Linked DNA regions of Mus musculus: regions 2, 3 and 4 are each linked to region 1. Evidence: chromatin contacts called from public capture Hi-C and promoter capture Hi-C data. All regions are on one chromosome and are shown on one strand. Each heading gives the region's core, a stretch centred on a gene start, on an enhancer-like site or on the middle of the called end of the contact. The rest is flanking DNA. Distances are from core to core; before and after follow the strand shown. Region 1 holds the start of Platr20 (pluripotency associated transcript 20). Region 2 holds the start of Zfp454 (zinc finger protein 454). Region 3 holds the start of Zfp2 (zinc finger protein 2). Region 4 holds the start of Grm6 (glutamate receptor, metabotropic 6).

Evidence for each region. Promoter capture Hi-C pulls out the DNA fragments that hold promoters and counts their contacts. Capture Hi-C pulls out chosen DNA fragments and counts their contacts.
Region 2: a capture Hi-C map of embryonic stem cells shows a contact between it and region 1, with 3 times the contacts expected there. The contact joins the promoter of Zfp454 here to the promoter of Platr20 in region 1. A contact is called at or near these places in 1 of 39 promoter capture datasets (cranial neural crest), 1 of 115 datasets of contacts at active chromatin or transcription factors (embryonic stem cells) and 1 of 9 other capture datasets (embryonic stem cells).
Region 3: a capture Hi-C map of embryonic stem cells shows a contact between it and region 1, with 3 times the contacts expected there. The contact joins the promoter of Zfp2 here to the promoter of Platr20 in region 1. A contact is called at or near these places in 2 of 39 promoter capture datasets (cranial neural crest and embryonic stem cells), 3 of 115 datasets of contacts at active chromatin or transcription factors (embryonic stem cells and stem cell-derived neural progenitor cells) and 2 of 9 other capture datasets (adipose tissue and embryonic stem cells).
Region 4: a contact with region 1 is called in a promoter capture Hi-C map of embryonic stem cells, with 4 times the contacts expected there. The contact joins the promoter of Grm6 here to the promoter of Platr20 in region 1. A contact is called at or near these places in 7 of 39 promoter capture datasets (cranial neural crest, embryonic stem cells, hippocampal neurons and 3 more).

What each region holds. Positions count from the first base shown.
Region 1 is chr11:51,219,125-51,221,824 of GRCm38.p6, reverse strand. It overlaps Platr20 (pluripotency associated transcript 20), which reads left to right and starts at 1,407. Exons shown (of 5, transcript NR_110444.1): 1 at 1,407-1,457; 2 at 2,272-2,367. Gm12569 (predicted gene 12569) reads right to left here and starts at 1,254. Exons shown (of 6, transcript NM_001378502.1): 1 at 1,183-1,254.
Region 2 is chr11:50,886,243-50,888,942 of GRCm38.p6, reverse strand. It overlaps Zfp454 (zinc finger protein 454), which reads left to right and starts at 1,442. Exons shown (of 6, transcript NM_172794.3): 1 at 1,442-1,577; 2 at 2,445-2,574. The coding sequence starts at 2,542.
Region 3 is chr11:50,914,819-50,917,518 of GRCm38.p6, reverse strand. Zfp2 (zinc finger protein 2) reads left to right here and starts at 1,343. Exons shown (of 6, transcript NM_001044698.2): 1 at 1,343-1,410.
Region 4 is chr11:50,849,398-50,852,097 of GRCm38.p6, reverse strand. Grm6 (glutamate receptor, metabotropic 6) reads right to left here and starts at 1,413. Exons shown (of 11, transcript NM_173372.2): 1 at 1,259-1,413; 2 at 471-967. The coding sequence starts at 956.

The DNA of each region.
Region 1 (2,700 bases), core at 158-2,657:
AAAACAGAGAGGAGATGAGAACCAGAGAGTGGAGCCCGGAGAGAGGGGGAACTCAGGAGAGCAGTGGAGGAGAGGGAAGAGCAGGAGGAAGGGAGAGAGGGAAGCCAAGGGCCGAAGGCATTAAGTAGCAGGATTATAAAGAGAATGAGGATCTGGACGGAACTAATCCCGCGAGTTGGGTTCTTCTTCTTTTCATTAAAAATAGATTCTTCTCTCATACACTATATCCCACCAACATTTCTCTTCCCACCATGCCTACCATCTACCCCACTCCCCTCCCCTCTGGATCCACTCCCCCTCAACATCCCTTCTTAAAAGAGCAGGCTTCCAAGAGACCACAACCAATTGTACACACAAAAAGAAAATACCATAGGACAAAGAAAAAGCCCTCAACCGAGTCTAGACAAGGCAACCTAAGAGGGGAAAAATAAATTGTCCTAAGTGCAGTCCAAAGTGTCAAAGACACACCCACTCCCACAGTTAGGAGTTCCACAAGAACAACAAGCTAACCGCCACAACATATATGCAGAGGACCGGATACAGATTTCTGTAGGTCCGGTGCTTGCTTTAGTTTCTGTAAACCATATGTGTCCTGCTTAGTTGATTTGGTGGGTCATATTCTCCTGGTGTCCTTTAGCCCCTCTGACTCCCAAGGTCTTTCCGCCACCTCTTACATGGAATTTCCGGAGCTCCGGCGGACTCCAGTTTAGACTCTCTCCACATAAAGTCTTAACTGTGGATCTCTGCATTTGCTCCCATGTACTGCTGGAGGAAGCCTCTCTGATGACAACGGGACAAGTCACTAATCTCTAATCACAGTAAAATATCATTAGGAATCATTTTTTAAAAAAAGACTAGTCGTGTTTGGTTCTACTCTAGATCTCTGGACTATTCAGTTTCCATTTTCTGGCCTTCCAAGAAGTGTCAGGCAAGGGCGCCCGCCCGCTCACGGAGTAGGTAAGCCTCAAGTTAAATCAGACATTGCTTTCTACTCTCACAAATTCAGTACCGCCATTACCCCAGCACATCTTGCAAGCAGGACACATTGTAGGTCAGAGGTTTTGTGGCGGGGCTGGCTTATTTAAGATATGGGATGAGACAGGGTCTCACCTCATAATCCTGGCTGTCCTAGATCTCGCTATGTAGACCAAGTTGGCGGGCAACTCACAGAGATTCACCTACCTCTGTCACAGGAGTGCCCGGATTAAAGGCATGCACCACCCTGTCTTGTTGGAGTGTTGTTTTGTACACTGTGTGAAGATGTGTCTCTGTCCTTCCTTGCCTGCCTAAGGCACCTTCCGATTGGTTAAAATAAAAAGCCTATGGCCTATAGCAAAAGGCAGACTAAGAATAGTAAGGTGGGACTTCCGGACAGAGAGGGGAACTCTGGGAAAGAGAGACGGGCGGGAGATTTGCTACTGTGATGCGGAGAAAGTTGGACGTATGTAACCGAGGAGGTAACTAGGCAGAACTTAGTATAAATGGGCTAATGGAGTTACGAGCTAGTTAGGAGCAAGCCTAAGCTAAGACCAAAAGTATTGTAAGTAAATATGAGCCTTTATGCCATTATTTGGGAACTGAGGTGGACATAGAGAAAGACCCACAGTTGCGTTTGGTGCTCAATGTGCGGAAGAAAATCCAAGCTTAGAGCCTGGGGAAAGTCCTGGGTGAAGGCGGCTTCCTAGCCAAAGAGCAGGGAAGAAGCAGGAGACCGCCAGAGGCCGAGTGCTTCTTTAAGAAGCCCTCACTGAGCAGAAAAACCAGATCCACTATCAGAGCCTCGGGGCAGAGAAGGTCAGAGCAGCTTTAGACAGACACCTGGGAGCCAGGCCACTCGGGGTGCATGCACATACTTAGCCACACTTAGCACACCACAGCCACCACCCACCCCATCCCCAAGGCACAGCCACACGCACAATCTGACTATGTTGCGTGGCAGGCTTCGTCTCTGCTCATAGCTTCAACAGTGGAAAGGCTGAAGTCAGCCCACACTACTCCAGTGAGAGTCTTGGTGCTAACAGAGGTCTGAGCAAGCAGCCCCGGGGGCTTACACATGTGGGCCCAGGACAGGCAGGCACCCCATCCTACACACTCTGTGAGCTACTGGCAAAGCGAACAGATCAGGTCCCTGCACTCCAAAGCCCAGAAGCCTCGGCTCTTCCAGTAAACTGTTAGACTGAGCTGAACAGGGGGTCCAACTATTCCTTGTGGGCTTAAGGGCTGGGGCGGGGCCAACAGCGGGCTTGACTGGGAGCTGAATGTCTGGAACAGGGTTACCCTCAGTGGGAGGTGCAAGCCGCCGAACAGCTCAACAGAGACAACACGCGGAAGATACCTATCTAAGCCCAGACAGAAGCCCTTGAACAGGTAAAAAAAATATTTGGAATTATGCTTCAGTGCTAAAGAAAGAAAAGAAAAAAATAATTTAAAAATTAATAAAATAAAATCTCTTTGGGAAGGAGAGAGTTAGAGATTGAAAAAGAAAAAAATTCTGTGTTAAGAAATGGAAAACACAACAACACAGGGCATCTGGATTCCATATAATTTTGATACGATCATCAGCATACAAATAATTACACTTTCAGTAATGATGGCAATTTTAGATATCCTGTTTAAGAGAGATGAAAATAAAGCAGACTTAGAGAAGGAAAGACTGAAAAATTAAAGGCTGGAATGGAGGTAATAGGAAAGAGATTGGGA
Region 2 (2,700 bases), core at 193-2,692, 330 kb after region 1:
TGCCACACACTGACTGTTGCAGAAAACTCCAAGTCTACTGTCCTTTCTCTCCCTCAACTACACCATAGTCTGGGTTTTTAATTTATTTTGCTGTTGTTTTGGATGAGTTTTGATTGTTAGGAAGCAAGCCAACAAATGCTAAGTCACTGTCCTACGACCATCCCTAGTTTTCACCCTGAATCTGTCCTGCCCAGAACTGACCATAGTCTGCACAGATAAGTTCATCTGTCCACTTGGAACTTCCATTGCTTTCCTTTCACACACAAAATAAATCCACATTTTTACCATGGGGTCAGAACCTCAGAGTCACACACAATGTCATCTTGAGCCCTTTTTTCTTTCCTTGTTCCTGGTGAACATGCTGGTCTTGCTAAGCATCAAATATCCTAAGCCAAATTCTTTGTGGGGAGCTCTTCCTGGGACAGTAAAATCTCCCAAACACCCTGCCCCTTCTCACTCTGAAACCCCTAACTCAGCATTCCTGTCCTTTCATTCACTCCTAATGAATATTTTCTGTTTGATGGACCACCTTCCCTAGTCACACAAAAACTGCAGTGCAGGAGTCACTCTGTTTCAACACTCTCTGCTCTATGCCTTAACCTATATGTGTGTGCCCTAAGTGAGAGAATGACATCTTTAAAGCCCAGGACAGAGCCACTGACATTGTATCCTAAAGGGTGGCCAGCAATCCCAGAAGTGTCAATCTCAAATCATATTTTTTTAATTGAATTTGTTTCACTTTTCTCCCAATAAGAAAGTTCCTCCATGAATACTTACTACATATCCAAAGGCAACTAGACATCTTCAGGGAAAGATTCTGGTACATTACTCGATACTCACAGGCCCCAGCAAAATACAGTCACCAGAAGTAAATCCAAGCTTCTCTATATACTATCCCGTGCTCCCAGAGACACTTGTTTACTCTGCAGAGACTTCCAGGGCCATCGTCCTTCCCCCCCCCCGCACCCCCCTCCGGTAATCCTGCTACCCAAACCCTCACTGCACTCAAGGTCTATCATGCCTCTCCAGTCCAGCTCCAACAGAGGCTGTAGCATTTTTGAGAGCTTGGTACTGACTGTCTTTCAAGACCTTTCTCTGTCGTTAGGCGCTATTACGACGTTCCTGGATGTTCTCTGGCTTTGCTTGCAGATCCTAGAGTCTAGTAACCTTGATAACAGCATCCTGGACCTTTTTTCACTGCTGGTCTCCACAAGACTAGACCACTTGTCTGCCCAGCGATAGGCTAGTGCACCGCAGAGCCTTCTGGGAATTGTAGTTTCGGCCACAAAGTGACTAGGCGCAGGCGCGCTTTATCGCTTTTTGCTCCTGGTCTCCCTCTGAGAAAAGGAGTCCAAAAATCTAAGCGCTGCAGCAGAGAGATTTGTGGGAATTAGGCTTCCCGGCTCCTGGACAAACGCGCAGGCGCGGCTCCGCGTCAAGCAGCAGGCTCCAGCTCATTGTGTCCTGACTACTCTGTCGAGGCTATGCTCTGCAGTGGACAAGCTTCTAAGGGAAGCCCCACGGTGATCTGCAGTGTCCAGAGACTGAAGGTCAGGTCTGGGAGTTGAGAACAGAGGGTACGTAGACTAAGGGTGGGTTGTGGTCCGTTTTGAAAGGCGTGGATCCCACGTCCTTAACTTTGAAGCGCATGTACTGAGATTTGATTCCACACATGGAAGGGACCAGCAGAACTGTTTTGTAGTCGAGCTAAGGGATCCGAACCTGATTGCACGTTGAGAAGGGTTGGTCAGGACCTCTAGCTCATCTTGCTGCAAACTCACAAATACAGTTGCATACAGCTGCTGGTTATATTCCCGGCGTGGCTCCAAGTTCTCTCTGAGGAACTTGAGAAAGGGACACCTTCACTGCAGCCCCTGCACTTGACGAAACTGTGGAGGGTGACTTATGTGAATGATTTCTTCTCCCGGAAACCCGCTCCCTACACTGTCCCATCCGAAACACGAAACAGCCCCCCCCCCACACACACACACACAGAGAGAGAGAGAGAGAGAGAGAGAGAGAGAGAGAGAGAGAGAGAGAGAGAGATCTGGCCGGTTTAACTCCCCTTCCCTTTCAGGAAAAAGTCACCTCTTTGCCTCCTCCTTCCCTCTAGTTGGGATAGAGCTGTCCCAGGAGGAAAGGCTGTCTTAAGACGCCAAAGCATAGCTGCAGGGGAAGGGACAGAGAATGGGTAGAGTTTGAGGACTGGGCCGGGCAAGCTTTCTGCAGGGGAAAGCCAAAGCCACACAAACGGGAAGGCATGCAGGATCTGACTAAAGGAAAGATGCGAAGGAGAGCTGGCATGGGGAGAAGTCACTTTACAGATTGGGTGAGGACAGCTACCTTCAGAGGGAGTATGCACTGGGAGCAAAAGAACAAAGTGAGCCAGGATGTGAATGGTGAGGCGCATCCCTGTGACCTTTGACCCGGCCCTCTCATTACAGGAGTGCAGATGCTTCTAGCCAGAGAACCCCAGCAATTGTAAAGCTCCTCCCCTGCCTCCTTCCTACTCAATGCTCCTCAGCTCACCAGAGAAAAGGAATGGCTGTCAGCCAGCTCCCGGCCCTGGTCCAGGTGAGTCATCACTGTCCAGTGTTGTCCCCCTGTATCCCCAGTTGTGTCCTTGACTTCATTCATTGCTCTAACCAGAAGCTTCCTTTCCAGCCACCCCCAAAGACCCCAGCTGCTCCCTCCCACCAC
Region 3 (2,700 bases), core at 94-2,593, 300 kb after region 1:
CCCCCCCACACACACACAGACACACAGACAAAACATCAATCCTTGAGCAGAAAATCCACTAATCCCTGAGCTCCCCAAATTCAGGACTTGAAATCCCACCAATCATCACTCTGGAAATCTCTGCCCTGGAAAGCCCCGCCCCCTAAGAGATCCTATATAAGCACTGCCACTTTGTCTAATTCCCTGTTGTCTGTTCCCTAGGATAGAGAGCAGCCATCCCTGGATTCATCCCTTCACACCCTGGTCCATCCAATAAATCTCTTTCATGAGATTCTTATGCCTGGTCAGAAGTGAAGAAGAAAAGAAGCAATGAAGAGAAGAAACGATGAGAAGGAGAGGGACTGAGGCTCCTGAGCTCCGCTGAGGACGCCATGCCCTGGTAGCTGCATCGCCTCTGCTGAGGAGGCTTCCTCTTAGAGCTATCTAGTTCCTCAGCTCCCATGTCTCAGGGTGCCCTTCTTTTGGGACATTGTCCCACCTCAGAGCTGTGTGGTTCCTGAGCTTCCGAGTCCCAGGAGATCCTCCCATCAGAGCAGAAACACAATGTCAAAGACCTAAGACGGAAGGTGTGGGATAAAAGCGGAAGGTGTGGGATAAAAGGAATTTGGGCACGCACGTTTGGCTAATAGGATTTTTGAGCCTCGTCAAAAAGTGGCCTCCAGATGCCCGTCCGACATTTGGTTCGGAACATAGTCTTTGTTGCATGGAATAGAAGTTTTACAGGCTGAAGCGAGGGGGAAAGGACCAAAAGTATAGAAGAAGGACTAGTTGGGAAGGATGGAGGTCAGTGAAAGAAGGGCACATGAATGAGGGTCGCTGGGGGTGAATGTGATCACAGTGCACTGTATTCAAGTATCATGATGTCAGATTTTAAAGAAAAAACGTTAAAAAACAAGCGGCCAGACAAGAACCCAATATTACAGTTTGTAACCTATCTTTCTATCCTAAGATAGGATGGAAATTATCCTAAGATATTCTCCAAGTTCCAAAGCCGTGGATGCAGCCGAAACTACCTTAGCACCCACGAGTTTCACTCACAGAGGTGGCTGGTTTTCCACAGTAACAATTCACCCAGCCAGTGCATCATTTACTACCTGGTCACAGAGCGCCGTGAAGTATCTACATTACATTAGTAGCTTACCTCTCATCCTAACCTCATGCAAGGGGGTGTCCAAGGTTCTCTTAATTTAGGAAAGGAAAAGGTTCTAGAACCAGTTTCTTTAAGAAAATAAGCTTAAGGTGGCAAACCTTGCCTGAGCACTAGGGGAGCAATCGCTGGCCCGCAGCCCTGCGGTTGCGCCTGCGCAACTGGAAGCCCTGTCGAGGGCTCATGGTCTTGTGGGAAATGTAGTCCCGCGCGCCCAGTGCGGCTGCCTGTGCCGCCAGCCTCTGGCTTCTTCAGTGACTGTGGTGAGTGCGCTTCCTCGGGCGGGTGGTCCACGGGCGGGGAGGCGGAGGCGTTCCCACTGGGAGCCCGGGGCTCTGGTGCCAAAAGAGCAGAGCCGGCCAGACAGAAAGGTGATCCTTCGTCCGCAAGGAGCACGAAGTCGCAGGTGCGCAGCTCACGCGCGCGCCAGGCCGCAGGACACCCTAACCGAGACCCCCCAGCTCGGTATCCCCCCGTACCCCGGGGTCATTCGCGCCCGACTGCTCTCCAGCTCTACCTGGCCGAGCAGCTCTGGTTCGGTATGCACTATGAATGCGTGGTAGACCCGCTCTCTGAAGCTTGGCAGGGCACGGGACCACAGTCCGGGGCTCTGGCCATTGTGTGCACCGCTGCTGGGGACCCGCCCTCTGCCTGCGAAGGAGGAGCTTGTAAAATGAGTCCTGAATAAGCAAGAACGTGCCCACCCTTTCTTTAAGTTCATTATTGGTCAACTAGAAAAATGTACGAGCGAAATCATTCGAAATTTGTCCTAAAGTCCATGTATTGTGTTATATGTATAAATAGAAACCTTTTGCTTCCAAAAAAAAAAAAAAAGATGTTAGTGCCTTTCCTCCATTCACCTTTAAAAATGGAGTTACAAAAGGCATTTTGTAAGATGCTTGAAGTGCATCTAAACCACCACCCAATGGAGATGAGAATAGCCTTAAGACACTAATTTTTAAGAGCAGTTAAAGCTGTCATTTTCACGAATGGTTCCCTTTGGACTTTTGGGCTTTTTTGTTTTTGTTGTGTTTTGTTTTTATTTTAATATTGGACATGGTACAGTTATGTCATTCTTTGTATTGCCTCTTTCCACAAAACCTTGTAGTGAAATTTCTAGGTCAACGTTATAATTAGACCTTTGGGCATCTCCTGTCTTATTCTTTCCAGAAAAGTAGCAGTTTCTAAAGATGGTTGCGGTGTTAAGAGTGACTGACGCCCCACATCAACTGGAAGTGCTGCTAGTAGCCTCTTAAGCTTTGGAGAGGTGCAAGCTAGGTGTGGTAGTGTGTGCCTTGAATCCCACAGAGGCAGGGGGATGAGTTTGAGGCCACCTGCTCCACAGAGTCTGGGCCAGCCAAGGCTACTTAGTGAGAAGACCCTCCTTCAAATAATATCCTTATGCTAAACTCCAGCCCATTTTATTCCTAACTTTTGCATCTGTTGTACAAACAGATGAATCTACAGAAAAGTTGCATATTGCTATAGTCATATAAACCTACATTTCACTTGTATGTATCTATGGCTGCATGTATGCATGGGTACAGGTGCAC
Region 4 (2,700 bases), core at 164-2,663, 370 kb after region 1:
GGGTTAAGGCAAGCATTTTGAAATGGAATTTAAATGTCGATTAAAAAAAAAAGGATGGCACTCCCCCCTTCAGTACTCTGCTTTCAGGGATAGCTCAGGGCCACTTCTAAGGACTTCTAAAGAAGGGCCTAGTTCCCCTGAAATCTAAATATCTTTGTCACCTACAGGTGCTCACGAGAGGAAGCACCTTGCAAGATTGAACAAGGTGTCAGCAGAACCTGAATGGGTGGACAAGTGGGTCTAGGTTCAATCTGCCCTTAGCCAACCTTGTCAGGACACAGACTTCTGGAGAAAGGGGTACCCTTCACACAAAGATGCCAGACCAACCAAGCTGGGAAAATTGATCTGCCTCTGTGGACAAAACCTTTTTAATCTGGATGATTGGGAGAGATTGAAACAGATTCTTCCAGAAGTTAGTAAAGGTATCGACCACCTGGGAGGGACGACGGGTGACAGACGCCCGCCCTCACCGCAAACAGGCGCAAGACATTGGCGACCATGATGGACACGGAGCTAGCTGAGGCGCCCACCACCGCCACGACGCGTTCAGGAGGCGCGGCGCGCAGCGGGGGGACGCCCCCAGGGCAGCGCACGCTGGCCTCTTCGCCGTCTCCGCGGCCTCGGATGAGCGCCTGCACGAAGCTCAGCGCCTGCTCCAGAGCGTAGGTGTCCCGCGAGCAGGTGTCGAGCAGCCGCGCGCCTAGTCGCACACCGGGCAGGAGCTCCGGGTCGGCGTTGATGCGGTCCAGCGCGTAGAGCATCGCCTCCAGCCGGTGCACTCCCTGCTCCTTCTTCAGCGTCCCGCACGCACGCCCTGCGGCGCCCCGGGCGTGCACCGGGAAGAGGCCGCCCAGCGTCAGGCCGCCTGCCAGGCGCACCGAGCCCGCACCGTGAGCTATGCCCGCCTGCGACAGCCACCAGGCTAGCCACAGCAGCAGCACTCGGAGCCGCCCCATCTGCTCCTGGACTGCGGGAAAGGAAGTTACCGGGACGCCTTGAGAGCCGGCGGACGAAGCTGCCACCCCGTGCTCAGCTGCCACTTCGGGATTCTGGCCGGACACCGAGAGCGCAGGAAAAGTTGGTGACTCGCGCACCAGCAACTCAGCAGCCTCTCCCAGGCCTCCAGAGGATTGCTCTCATTCTCCCTGAAAAGTCCCCCTGTTGATGGTCGGTCCCGCTCCTTCCCCCACAGTTCTGGGCAGCTCTTCCTCTGGACCCACCCCAGCGCACCCTAGGCTACCTCCCCAGTGGTGCTTACCTGAGCCAACCTCTGGCTAGTAGGACGAGTCTGTGACAGCTGTAAAATCAGAGCTACAGTCTAGAGGATTTAAGGATTCTGGGGAGGGATGAGGGTGAGGGCAGAGACCCCCTCCAGAGCTTGAGAGTGGAGGAAGGGCTCTCTTCTCTCTCTGCCTCTCTGACTCCCTGGGTCTGCTTCTCCCCTAGACTGCCTTTAAATTGTCTGACCCAGCAACACCAATAAGCTTGGCCACTCATCCTCAATATGCCGATTAAAGAGACAGATAAGAGTGAAAGTTGGAGATAAGAGATTTACACAATCAGTCCCGCCACCCCGAGAAGAGGAACAAAGAAGTCCAGGGACTCCCCTGGTCGGTCTTCAGAGACTTAGGTTTAAACAGAAAAGGACATGCATAGCCAAGTGGTTCTGGTTGCTGGGGTTCAGTCTCTCCTGCAAGGTGGTCTGACAGGTTGTGAAACTGTGTCATCTCTGTCTGGGAAGCAAGCTTCCTCTCTGACTGCACCAGGCTTCCGGGAGAGCACACAGGTGTTTCTAAAGCCCCTAACAAGAGCCTTGCAGCCGGTCTGACGCTGCTCTGGTCTCGGTCTCTCTGTGTTCTGCATTTCTGTATCTGCCTAGACGTTCTCCAAACGTGGCTTATTCCACTCGTAGTGTCTCCCTACCCCACCCCCTACGTTCTCAAACTTTCTTGCCTTCCTGCCGTTTTCATTCTCTGTCCTGACCACTAGAACCTTTTCTCTTTTCAGATATTGGTGTATGTATTATCTATCGTGTGCGAGCGTGCATGGTTTTGTGTGTGTGTGTGTGTGTGTGTGTGTGTGTGTGTGTGTGTGTGTGTGTGTGTGTGATATGCGGCACATGCCCTCTCACGCCAGAGTTAGTTCTCTCCCTTTTGGTTTGGGACCGGGACAAGGTGCATAGTTTGCATATCAAAGCAGACCTGACTTCAGGGATCTCCCAGCATCCCCCAGTCCCTACCTGACATACCCTGCCTCCCACCCTGAACTTTCCAGCCCAGGGGCTGGGCTGCCTTTTTCCCAGAGGTTCTTCCCTATGTGATCCAGACATTTTGGTCTCTTTCTCTCTTCCTTCTGTTCCTTCTCTTCTCTCTCTGTGTTGGAGACCGGCATTGAGCCATAAGCCAAAGCTCCCCTTCCTTCGTGAGAAACTTCGGACCTTTTGAGAGATGTTGGGGACTGACACTGAGTCATAAGCCAAAGTTCCGCTCCCTCCTGGAGGAGAGACTTCCGACCTTTTGAAATGACAGCTGACACAACATCAAGGGCAGATAATAGTATCTGCAAACTTTCTGTGAAAAAACACAGAATGTCCCCTGAGCTAAGAGTAGATAGCACCTTCCCGGGCAGTTGTGCAGAACCACCCCTGCCTGCGGGCTGAGGCACGGGCAAGTTTCTCCCTCTTTACTTCCTTCCTCCTTG